3 separate regions of the Sus scrofa genome follow, and regions 1 and 3 are each linked to region 2. The links are chromatin contacts, called in public HiChIP or PLAC-seq and promoter capture Hi-C maps. All regions are on one chromosome and are shown on one strand. The core of a region is the stretch at or near the end of the contact, and the rest is flanking DNA. Distances in the headings are between cores, read along the strand shown. Region 1 holds the start of FASTKD2 (FAST kinase domain-containing protein 2, mitochondrial). Region 2 holds the start of METTL21A (protein N-lysine methyltransferase METTL21A). Region 3 holds the start of PIKFYVE (1-phosphatidylinositol 3-phosphate 5-kinase).

Region 1 (4,185 bases), core at 1,480-3,979, 770 kb after region 2:
CTACTGGGCTTGAATTTTGGTGCTGCTATGACAAGGTATTTGTTCACCCACCTCAGCAAATATTCCTCAAGTACCTACAAACAGTGACATTAACAGATATGTGACCTTGGGCAAGTTACTTAACCTCTCTAAGCCTAGATTTCCTTATAGGTAAGTGAAAGTAACGATACCTATTTTTAAAAGATACACTGGGGAATTACATGAGGCAATCCTCTTTTCAAACTCTGTACACATCACTGCTTCAAACAGTAATCCTGTATCCTCTTCCCCAGCACCTCTTCCCATCATGAAAGCCTTCTCCTGACTAGGTTTGAAGCCCCTGTTACACACTCTGTATATTTTTCATTCGGTGCACTGACAACTCTATGTGGCCATTGTTTTTCTTGTTTGTTTTCAGTTGTACAACGATCATCACAACCAAATTTTGTGGCCATTATTTTATAACTGTAATTACTCCGTATGTTCAGCATAATGCCTATAACAAGGTACATGTAAGATTCACTAAACAAATGTTGGTTATTTTTGCAATTACCTACAATAAATCTGTCAGCCGCTCTAGATTATAAGGGCAGGAATCACGTCTTCTATATCTTTACATCCTAGTTAACAAGTGTAGTAATTGATACATAGTTAACAATCAATAAATATTTACTGCATGAATAAACAAATCCACTAGCTATAAGACTTCGGCTAAGTTGCTTAACACAAAATCCAGGTCCTGACCTGCAAAACTGAGGTAACATCAACCATAGGAAGCTAATGAGAAGATTAAATACAACTAAGGAAGTAAAAGGTATAGGTACTCAATACATATTACTTCCCTTCCCTTCCCCCTTCAACTACCTAAACTTGCCTTGTATATTTTATCTCTCATTTTAGCTTATCACTATTACTCAATTCTGGAGAAGAAAAATGGGGCAAGGTGTCATAAATTTCTAAAGCAACAGCAAGTCTAGCTAACTTAAGGTCTCTAAATGATATAATTTGTAGAAACAAATATACACTACCATTTCCCTAATAAGTTTCTTTCAAGTAGGCTACATATCTATTTCCTATTACTCTTTCAAGATATGCTAAAACAGGTATATCTTGATTTTACCTGGACCACCCTCAGCAAAGTCTGTACGAGTAGCGTGTTCTGAGGAATCCCGAGCTTCACTATGGCATGAAGACTGAACAGGAGGTCGTCGTAGTGCATGATCTTGGCTTCTCTCATAGCTTGTTCACACAGCTGGCTAAACACAGGGTGGTTAAACATCAGTTGTTTCTCAAAGCGCTTCTGGTCACTGGACATCCTCTTGGCAACTATCCACATGGCTGAGAAATAGTTACTACTAGGAAACCTAGGTGCTTTGGAAAATATATCTAACACATCACTCAGGGAATTACACTCCTGAGACAGTGTGCTACAGCTGATCCGGGCCGGTTTTGTTCCCTTGGTGAGAACATCCTCCTTGGAGGCCTTATGTTGAAAGTTTTTCTTCAATCCATTATCAGCAGCAAGAGGGTGATTTGAGTCAAAGGACAGTCTTCTAGAACAAAGTGGTCTGTCAACTGTAAAGACTGTTGCAGTGCTTATGCCCTTTGTTTGAAAGTCATCACCTCCAGATTTAAAAATTAAGGCATTCTGAAAGAGACATCTAATAGATGACTGCATTCTATTACCAAAGTTATTTAAAAGGCTTCTTTGGTTCCAGTTTAAATAAACAATTTGTCGTCTGCAAAATCCCAAAGGATACAGCCTCACAGTTCTGCCGGATGGAACTAAACTACTGAATTGTCTGAGGTTCCATAAAAAGGAACCTGTTCTGTTATTCATTTTGCTAGCCACCGAAACACTTTCAAATGGCTTTAAAGTCCTCAATATGACTCACATGTCGCTGTCACTTCTACTAAGGAAAGAGAGCACATGCCATCATTTCCTGTAGGGGAAAGCGTTAGGAAAGAAATAAGAATTAGAATAAAACTTCTACTTAAAAATACGAAATGCATTCAACAGAGACTAAAGTGGGAATCTAGGAAAATATTCAAGATTTATGTTAAAAGGGTGAAACCATTTATCAGTATGGGCTTCCATACTTCTACAACAGTGTGTACACACAGTCCATAAAGGAGCAGTTACTTTGGAAGTTGTTTTTGTGTAAACTAAGGTTTTGGAAAAAAAAAAAAAAATGATGTGGGTTGCTAATGGAAAAGTTTTCCTACAAAGCTTCCTCTGCAGTAAGGGGTTTTATGTTACCACTGCCTTGGCGGTGTCTTCAATGAAAAGCGTTTAACATTGATGGCTACTTTTTAACACGAAGATTTAACAACGGCTGAAACACGGACTATTAGGAATAAGGACTTGGACAAACAGAACAGCTCAGGAGAGGAAGCAGCAAAATAGAGTGATGTCTACATATGGCTGGCGCTTGGGAGGGAGATACACCAGCTACTCTCACCGGGTCTCAGGACCCATGTCCGGAGTCCGTCCTTCCGGAGCTGTGCGTTCCAGTATTAACCCACCACCCGAGACTCACTTCTGGGGCAACTCCTGAGACCCTTCTCCAAAAGACAAGCGGTCTAGGGCGTACGGCCAACTGTTCCACCTATACCAGTCCTCCACTCACCTTAGACTAGAACCCCGTGGTCTTACCAAGGCACAGCCACCACCACTTCCCCGAGAGCGGAGAGTATCGCGAGATTTTACGGATCCTTCATAGGTCAAAAAGTGTACGTTCGCGGCGCTTGGAAAGAATTACTTAGTTTCACGAAAAGAATGATTGGTTTTTCTTAGCTGCAGGGATAGAAAGGGTGGAGACCACAGAACTTTTAATAGCAGTGTAAAACCCTGTAGCCTAACACCTAACTTCTCCAGCTGGGAGTCAAAACTTCTCGCTCAACTTCGGAGTGCGCCTGCGCTGGGTCCTGGCGTCGTGGTTGCCTGGAAACCGTGAAGCCGCGGTTCCAGCTGCTGCATCCCAACTTCATGGCCAAATTCGTGCTCGCGGGTGAGTGATCCCCGCGTCCCTCTGGAGATCGCTCAGAACAGCAACAACTGCTCACCTCCTATGGCCCCTTGGCAGTGATCTTCTTAATTGGCCTCTGTTCTAGCAACTCCAGACTTTACATGGACCACCCTGGCTTTCTTACGCTTTCATTCAAAGATGTTTATTGGGCAGTGATTGTGTGCAAAGCACTGATGGAAGCAGGGGACACAGTGAGGGGAAAGACATTCCTGCCTTCGAGGGCCTTTCAGTCTTGTGGGATACAGAAGCGTGTAAACAAGTAATTTTGGTATAGTGTGATTAATGCAATGAGGGACATGTGCACGGGGCTTTGGCAGGTGTTATAAGAGCTGGTTTGTGAGGATTTGGAATAAAAAAAAACATTCCAGAAAAAGGCATAGAGGCTGCAAGTCTCAAGGCCTAAGGTACGGTCTGGATATAGAGGAAGTGAGTGGACTTGGGGGTAGAATGGGAGCAGGAGCCAGATCTTTGCACTTCAGTTACACCAAGCAAAGGTGTTTGAACTGTATCTTGAAAGCCATGAGGAGTCATTTAAAAATTTTAATCAGGAGAATATCTTAATTAGTTGGCATTTTAGGAAATACACGTTGTCAGCAATGGAGGAGAAGGATTGGAAATGTTGCCTGGCATCCAGAAAGCCACTGAAGGAACTTTTACTGCAACAGGCTATTGCACCTGCCTCCTTTTCTTTTCAGCAAGTTTCTCAAAAGAGTAGACTGCTCTTTTATCTTCAGGTCCTTCTTCCACTCAGTCTGGCTTCTACTTCTACATCCTTTCAGAAATGGTCTTCGCTGAAGTCACCAATGATTTTTAAAAAGCTGTCCAGTCCCTGTCTTATTTGGCCTCTTTGATGCATTAACAAATTGACATCTTCCATCTGAAAAACCTATTTCCTTCGCCTCTTTATTCATTTAGAAGGATATTTTTGAGCAATGGCTGATATGCTGGGAAGACAGTGGTAAGCAGATGTACAAAGAATGTTACATTTATGAGAGTGGCAGGGCCAGGTTCTGTAGGAGTAGTGGCAAGGGACCTTACTTAGGCAAAGACTTCCCAGAGAAAGTGATTTTTTTAAACAGAATCCCGAAAGATGAGTGTTACCTATCAGAGAGGATGTAGGGAGGAAGAGAGTAATTTAGACACCAGTAGCAAGGCATGGGACTGGAATGAGGAGAGG
Region 2 (4,370 bases), core at 263-2,762:
ACAACATATATAACACCAACAGTGAACTCTAATGCATAAACTGTGGTCTTTGGGTGACAATGATGTGTCAGTGTAGGTTTATCAGTTGGAGCAAATGTACCATCCTAGCGGGAGATGTTGATAATGAGGGAGGCTATGCATGGAACAGAGAGTGTGTGGGAAATCTTGCCAACGTTACTGTGAACTTAAAATTGCCCTCAAAAATAGAATGTATACATGTATGTGTGAGTGGGTCACCTTGCTGTACAGTAGAAAATGGACAAAACACTGTAAACCAGCTATAATGAAAAAATAAAAATCATTATAAAATAAAAAACATTGCTCTCAAAAATAAACTCAATCACATAAAAAATTAATAATAAAGAAGCAAAGCTAAAGAAAAAAAAAAGAGTAAAAGACCTTCACCAGTGACCTTCAAAGTTCCGTTCAAATCAACTTTGCAGTCCCAGGGCCCCACCCACGCCTCCCTCCTCCAGGAAGGAAAAGGAAATGTGGACAGAGCCCGGCACGCCCCCTGCGGGATGCGAGGAGAGGGGGTGGTTTAGGTCTGGCTCAAGCTTCTAACCAGTGGCCGCGGGGCGCAATCACCAGGAAAGCTCTAAAAAAAAATGCCAAGGCTCGGGTCCCACCGCACACCAGCTGAAACTTTCCCCTGGCAGAGTCCTGGTCTGCGGAGATGAAAAGCGCTCCGGTTTATTCCAACGTGCAGGGAGAGCTGAAAATCGCCCTCTCCTGAGAGTGCGGCGGCGGGGGGGTCACGGCGGCTGGGAGTCCAGATCCGAGAAGAGAAAGAATCTTTCGGAGAGAAGGATGCGGCCCCTGCCGCCGTCACATTCTTGGGTGCTCACTTCAAGCTGAGCGCTTCCCAAGGGCCTGCGGCCAGGTGCCACACTCTCAGCAACTTTCGTCTGGAGAACGGGTGTTCGTTCCCAAGCCAGGGGCGCTAACTTTCTGTCCGGGGAGGAAGGAAGACCTGGACCTCCGGTCTACACCGGGCGCCCCGCTCGGCTTTTGCTCTCTAGTTGAGAAGGGCTTTGTCACGTTTCCCACTCTACCGCCACGGAGCGCCGGATTGCACCAATTCGAACCTCACTTTGCTAATACAAGGACGGATGGGTGACCACGTATTCTTTGGAGCGAATTTTCTCCTACACCCGCTAACTAGCCACCCTTAAAACTAAAAACAGGCAAACACACACGTTTAAGAAACACACACAAAAAGACGCGCGCGCCAAAACGAGCGCATAGATAAGCGGCCCCAGCACCAGGTGGGCGGCCTCCCACTCCCCGGTCGCCACGGTACCCACGCCTTCGGCGCTCCCGCCCGCGGCTCTGCACCTCGCTCTCCCGGGCCCCCCGGGAAACTGACTTGGCCGCAATCCCCTGGGGACCCACGCGGGGGAGGGCCCGCCCCCAGCCAGCACTTGTCCTGGGAAGGCGGGGAGCTGGGAAGGCGGGGAGCCGGAAACGCGTGGCCCCAGCGCGGGCTGCCCACCTCCGCGCGCGGGTCATTTCCGCCGCCGACCTCGGGGCGGGGAGAGCAACGCGCGCACCAACCCGGCGCCGCCTCGGGAGCCGTAGGTAGAGGGGAGGCTGCGCTGCCGGCCGGGGTGTGTAGCCCGCCCGGCTCTTGGGACGCTGAGCGCGCCTTCGGCCTTCGGCAGGGAGGCCGCGGGCGCTCCCGAGATGGGGCAGGAAGCCCGCGCGTCTGGGGATCCGTAGCTCCCGGCCCGATCCCGCCGGTTCCCGCAGCTTTGGGGCCCGCGGGAAGGACGTACGTACCTGTCGGACCTTCAGTGGGGCGGGCGGGGGTCAAGACTATGAGGAGGTCTCCGAGCCGCGGTGCCCCAATCTATCCTGGACCCGGGGTCTCGCTCGCTGAAAGCGACTCGGAATCCACTAGCGTCTTTCACTTCCAGTGCAAGAAATGTAACTGCGTTGAGCGTGTATAGCCGGCTGGTGTCGTAAAGCGGGATAATCTTACCGTTAACCCTTCATTTAAGTTCAGACGTCTGTGGGGTCGCTCTTGAACGCAACGATTTAGAGAGAGCAAGGAAGACCAAGAAAGAAACAACAATATAATGCCCTGCCCAACGCAGCGGCTTGCAGCTGCAGTCTACACGGGCCCCGGCAGTTTAGAAAGCGCTACTTTCTCCGCAGTCCTGGGCTGTCACCTCTACTTTGCTCACTCTTCGCTCAGCTGCGAATTCGTCGAGCGGCTACAGCACGAACTCAGAGCGATATCTCACTTCCCAGAAGAGCCATGTAAAAGGAATGAGACAAAGGCTTCTTTCCTCGAGTGTTAATTATTTTGAACTCGTAAAATGACCTTAAGAAAGCAATTGTAGCTACTTAAGAGGTAATAATACTTTTTCTGGCTAGAAGCATCACGCAGAATTCTTTTGCTCCACAGCTTTGAGGGAGCAGGGAGCTGGGCTCGGACGAGATGGCCCTGGTGCCCTATGAGGAGACCGCAGGAATGGGGCTGCAGAGATTCCACAAGCCTCTTGCCACCTTCTCCTTTGCAAACCACAGGATCCAGATCCAGCAGGACTGGAAGCAGCTGGGAGTCGCTGCCGTGGTTTGGGACGCGGTAAGTAACCCCCGGGGGGAGCCTCCAGCAACTGATTATAAGACTGGTCTTTATTTTTTTTTAATAATAGTTTTATTGGGATATAATTCTATACCGTACATTTCATCTATTTAAAGTAGTTTGGTTTTTGTTTTTTTTTTTCTTAAGTAAATCCACGGAGTGGCCCAACTGTCGCCACACTCAATTGAAAACATTTCATCATCCCACTCCCTTCAAAAAAATTTCTAGGAGTTCCTGTAGTGGCACAGTGGTTAACAAATCTGACTAGGAACCATGAGGTTGAGGGTTCGATCCCTGGCCTTGCTCAGTGGGTTAAAGATCTGGCATTGCTGTGAGCTGTGGTGTAGGTTGCAGACGCGGCTCAGATCCTGTGTTGCTGTGGCTTTGGCATGGGCTGATGGCTACAGCTCCAATTCGAACCCTAGCCCAGGAACCTCCATATGCCACAGGAGCGGCCCAAGAAAAGGCAAAAAGACAAAAAAACAAAACAAAACAAAAAAAACTATTAGAATCAATTCCCTGTTCCCTTACCACCAAATAGATTGTGTTTTAAGGGTGAATAAAGAAAGCTGAGAGAAACGAAGTGACTTGCCAGCAATTTACCCATTGGGAAGAAGGAAGACTGAAAAGAAAGCTGGAGACCCTGTTTGGGACACTCATTCATTTAGGTTTCACATTAAGTTTAACGTTGCACAAAGAATATTGTAAAGTAACGAAGCCGAAAGTGACGAGCATGTGTTTTCTTGAAGTTTTCCATAGTTGTAAGGATCAAACAATTATACCATAATTGCTTCTTTTTCCTCTCCCAGCACTGTTCTGTCAGTGGCATGTGACAGAACCTTGTCCTCAGCTTCTAGCACCTCACCTGGGATTAAGGGGGAGCACATGGAATGTTGGATAAATGATTGGCGTAGATACAATTTTACATTTTAACATTGTATTAGGGATGTTAGAGAAACATTTAGTAATAAAAATCTTGACATAGCCTAGTCCAGTAATACTACTTGTAGAAGCAAGTCCAGGGTAACTACATGCAGAGTGTTCCTAGGATGAGTAATAAAGATACATGAAAGTGAGGAGTAGCTGAGCCTCCTACATTCTCATCAAGAGGAGAAATTGCTGGGAATTTCTATCGTGGCTCAGTATCTGACTAGCATCCATGAGGATGTAGATTCTATCCCTGGCCTCACTCAGTGGGTTAAAGACCCGGAGCAGACACAGCTCGGATCTGGTGTGGCTGTGGCTGTGGCTTTGGCCTTTGGTTGGGAGGCAGGGGGCGCTCCTGAGTTGGGGCAGGAGGAACTTTAATTAGACCCCAAGCCTGGGAACCTGCATATGCCGCAGGTGTGGCCCTAAAAATATTAAAAAAAAAAAAAAAAAAAGAGGAATTGCTAAATATACTAATAGCATGTGGCCATGAAAAACAAATTTATGTTAACAGTATAGAGTTGTATGCAAATGCTAACTCACACAGTAAGTCCAAACCTTTAGCTAAAACCTAGCTTTTGATGCCGGGTTCCTGTGGGGTGGTGACTGTTAGGGGCACAGGATGGAGGAACACAGCCCGTGAAGCCTTGGTGCTGCTTTGCTTTTTCCCTCTGGGTGATGTCGTGGCATTGCTGATTTGAACTTGGTTCAGGAACTGGACATTCCTGCAAGCAAAATTACAGAGACCCTTCATGTCAGCTCTTCCATAGTAGTTTTGTAAACCTTAGGTTTAAAAGTGATATAGTACAGTAGGAAAATGAAACCTCCCAGATTCAGCAGGACCCTGGCT
Region 3 (4,002 bases), core at 912-3,411, 580 kb before region 2:
AAATCTGGTCTATCTGAATTCTAACTACTCAAGATGTTGCCTGATTAATAATTTAATTCATTATTAATTAAACAAAGCAAAAATGAAACCACTGATGAATAGAATGTTGGCAACAAAACTATTTATTGGAACGGAGGGAAGGGGGAGGAAAAAGAGGAAGGAGAAGAGGAAGGGGGAGAAAAGGAGGAAGGAAAGAGGGAAAGGACATGTCCTTCTAAAGTGTCAGGACAATCCATACTCCAGCATAAAGGGTTGGGAAATTAGGTGGCGATTAATGAAGTGTAAACTCAAAAAGGGGAAGGGGGGGCAGAGACTTCACTTGGGAGAAAGGATAATGTGACCTCAAAAACAACCTGAAGGCCTTGGAGAACACCCTACATCCTACTTTTGACACAAGTAACATGAGAAGCAGAGGCAGCAACCTCCCCAGAGTCTTAGCATCACGCCTAAGGGTCACCCACATATTAGGCTTTGAAGATAAAAGATAAAAATTACCGTGAGCACACTCACCAAGTGTAATTTCTGAAACAAATATAATCACAGAGTTCATCTCAATAACTACATAGTGATATCAGGATCCTGAAAAAACTGCCTTACCACCCTTATTACCTGGTAGCTTAAAACTTCGATATAAACTAGGACGCTTTCCTATCCGAGAAGTAATTATAAGTATTAACTTACTCATTCAAAAACCACTCGTGTATCAGCAGCACTAGTGAGGAATCCTACTAGTGTATGCAGACCCACTATCAAAAAGCTAATCAGATGTTGAAAATAAGCCTGCTCCATGAGCCAAAACAAAATTTTAACAGACAGAAAAATCCAAGTATCAGCTCAGTCATTTCTAAGTACCGAATACTTTTTTTAAGTACTCAATACATACCTAACAATGCAGGACAGCTGAATACTAGAAGCATTATTTTCCACCTACAAAGATTTTTTGGTTCAACTTTTGATCGATGTACCAACAGATCAAGGTTTTCTAAAGGAAAACCACATGATCCATATGACTTCCCAGAAAGAAGAAAAAGGGAGGACACAGGAGAGTAGACTCTCTCTGCAGAAGAAACTTCACCCGCCCATCTTCGTCACAAACTCGAATCCAACCCAAAGAAACTAAGAATATTTTTTGCTGGAATTTTTATAGTGGGAGTTTGGGAGTGCCGGAAAACAAGACTCAAATATTTCAGAAATATGATTCAAATAAATCAAAAATAAGACAGCACAATATACCAAGAAACTACCTCTGCGGTCAGTACAGGAATAATTTTACAAAAGGAGGCGCTGAATCAGTACAGGATAATTTCATATATATATTCATCAGGTAAATAAAAATAACTTAATACTGAATTCCAGTATTTCTCATATTTCCTGAATGTCTTAATAATAACTTACGTACTGAACAGGAGATGCCTCATTTTTATATTCCATTCTCGACCTTTTGTTGGGAACGTTCTAAACAAGGGGAAAATACGAACTGGGAAATCCTCTCCTCAAGAGACTTTGAAACATAGGTACACATGGTAAAGCCTCAAATAGCAGAAGCAGGGAGTATATACATATTTGAAACCCCATTGTTAGTGTCGTTTCTGCAAATTAGGAACTTTCTTGCCCAGTCTGTGAATACATCTCTGAAAGAAAGGCTCAGAGCTTATCCATCAGAGGGAGGAGGAACTGGACTATGCATCTCAGAAACCAGCTCAAGTGCACGGGACAAGAGGAGGAGCAAGGGAACTTCAGAGGTTTCCAAGGAAACCTCTTAAAGCGCAGCCCCACCCGGCTCCCTTCCCCACTCGCCAGGCAAGGGGCAGCTGGGGAATTAAGGAGCCGGCTGACTGAGGGGACAGGTTCTCCTGCTCTTCTTTGCCCTGCCTCGGCCACAGCCCGGCCTCCAGCCGCGGTAGTGAAGCCCCAGCTCTCGCCTTCACTTCGGATTTCCCCTCCGCTCCGCCCCAGAGCTTCTTAAACCCGCCTTCCTCCCCACCCTCAGGCCCAGCCGGCCGCGCGCCAGGCCCCCTCCCTTACCTGCGCCTCCTGCCCCAGCCCCGCTGGCCTCCCTCCACCCCAGCCTCGGCTTCACCCAGTTCTGGAGCAGGAAGGCGACTAGAAAGGACAGCGCCGGCTACTCAGGCCGCCGGCGGTTGCGGCAGGAAGCAAAGCTGCTTACATGGTTGCTGCGGCTTCTCGCTTCCCCCCCAAGGCTCCGCCCTCTGTTCCTCCTCCCCTCCAATCCGCCACTCTCCCAGGGCCCGGCTCCGCCCTCCCCGCCCCGCCTGCAGGACGTTCGGATCAGACGCTCAGACAGAAAGAGTCCAGCCCAGATAGAGTCGTGCTCGACACCTTGACCGAGATAAAGCCGCCTCAGCCTTTCTGGAGGAAGCCACCGCGACTGCGCGCGTGAGCATCACGCGTGCCGGGTCAGCGGATGGGTGCTGACTAGATTGCAGTTACCGTATGTGTTCGATGATGTGGGCACCAACATCATCGAACACATATATTACCAGGCTCGGCATTCTTATGGACTGACGTTCCTTTGAGTAATATAGAGCACCTAGAGCAAAAACTGTTGTCAGACTAGAGTGATTCTGCCAATGAGCCCTGTAACCTGAAACAAATTACTTATTGCTTTAAGTTCCAAACCTCTTATCTGTAAAATGGGGTTAATGACAGTACCCATTTCACAGATAATTTTTTGAAGATTAAATAAAACATTGTACGTAAAGAATTTGGCATAGGAGTTCCCGTCGTGGTGCAGTGGTTAACGAATCCGACTAGGAACCATGAGGTTGTGGGTTCGGTCCCTGGCCTCACTCAGTGGGTTCAGGATCCGGCGTTGCCGTGAGCTGTGGTGTAGGTTGCAGACGCGTCTCGGATTCCACGTTGCTGTGGCTCTGGTGTAGGCCGGTGGCTACAGCTCCGATTGGACCTCTAGCCTGGGAACCTCCATATGCCGCGGGAGCGGCCCTAGAAAAGGCAAAAAGACCAAAAAAAAAAAAAAAAAAAAAGAATTTGGCATAGTGTCTAATCCAGAATAAGTGATGTTAGCTCTACAGCTAATTTTTTCACTGAAATTTTTTGTTGCAAGGACTGGCGCAAATAAAGTCACCAATCCCTGTCTCGCTTTATCGTCCTCACCAGCCTTATCCATCATTTTGCTATTTTAATTTAATTCTGCAGGCCCTTTCCCCACAAGAATTTTGGCAAATCAGCACCCAGTTTTCCTTGAGTTGTGTCTTCTCAGAGTAGTATCCAAACCTGAAGGCTGATAGCAGTATAAATCCTGGTCACCATCTTCAGATGGGCCCCTCAGCAATCAGCCGGGGAGTTGGTAGTCAAATTCTTCCATTCCTCACTACTGCTACCCCACGCCACCACTGGTGACCTTCACTATCATACTCAACAAGAGAATTTCATCTACAAATGAAATAACCCAAGTGTTGGGTCTGATTCCTAACTAACCACCCCCATGACATTTACCTGCATCCACATCTACCCTGACCTGACTCCTGTCCTCATCTCTGGGAGAAAGAAGCCTCTTCTTTCCCCGATCAATCTTCGCAGCTCTCAATCCACCCTCTCAGATCTCCCGTGGGAGTTTCCACCATATCTTCAACCTCTCTTTTTTCAATAACTCTTCCTCCTCAGCCTGTAAACATGCTCAAGTCTATGCCTTCCAAAAACAGAAAGAAAAGCAAACCCACCCCTTGTAATTAGCCTGGTGACATGAATGTTTCATACACCTACCATGAAGTGTAAATTAAATCAAGAGACCAAATGAACAGGATACCCCAGTCAATACACTAATGTATATAGAAACCTCATGTGAACTATGGCATTTGGAATGGATAAGCAATGAGATCCTGCTGTATAGCACAGGGAACAATATCTAGTCACTTTTGATGAGACACGATGGAGGATAATGCAAGAAAAAGAATGTATATATCTGTGTGACTGGGTCACTTTGCTGTACAGCAGAAATTGACAGAACACTATAAACCAGCT

What was found. Promoter capture Hi-C pulls out the DNA fragments that hold promoters and counts their contacts. HiChIP or PLAC-seq counts read pairs in DNA pulled down with a chosen protein or histone mark.
Region 1: a contact with region 2 is called in a promoter capture Hi-C map of liver, with 4 times the contacts expected there. The contact joins the promoter of FASTKD2 here to the promoter of METTL21A in region 2. A contact is called at or near these places in 3 of 5 promoter capture datasets (fetal liver, fetal skeletal muscle and liver) and 1 of 2 datasets of contacts at active chromatin or transcription factors (skeletal muscle).
Region 3: a contact with region 2 is called in an H3K27ac HiChIP or PLAC-seq map of alveolar macrophages. The contact joins the promoter of PIKFYVE here to the promoter of METTL21A in region 2. A contact is called at or near these places in 2 of 47 Hi-C or Micro-C datasets (embryonic fibroblasts and epiblast stem cells) and 2 of 2 datasets of contacts at active chromatin or transcription factors (alveolar macrophages and skeletal muscle).

What each region holds. Positions count from the first base shown.
Region 1 is chr15:110,019,942-110,024,126 of Sscrofa11.1, reverse strand. FASTKD2 (FAST kinase domain-containing protein 2, mitochondrial) reads right to left here and starts at 2,729. Exons shown (of 12, transcript XM_005672124.3): 1 at 2,610-2,729; 2 at 1,100-1,922. The coding sequence starts at 1,819. MDH1B (putative malate dehydrogenase 1B) reads left to right here and starts at 2,890. Exons shown (of 12, transcript XM_021075195.1): 1 at 2,890-2,990.
Region 2 is chr15:110,786,608-110,790,977 of Sscrofa11.1, reverse strand. It overlaps METTL21A (protein N-lysine methyltransferase METTL21A), which reads left to right and starts at 1,512. Exons shown (of 4, transcript XM_003133611.4): 1 at 1,512-1,774; 2 at 2,414-2,593. The coding sequence starts at 2,447.
Region 3 is chr15:111,370,376-111,374,377 of Sscrofa11.1, reverse strand. It overlaps PIKFYVE (1-phosphatidylinositol 3-phosphate 5-kinase), which reads right to left and starts at 2,161. Exons shown (of 43, transcript XM_013984434.2): 1 at 2,026-2,161.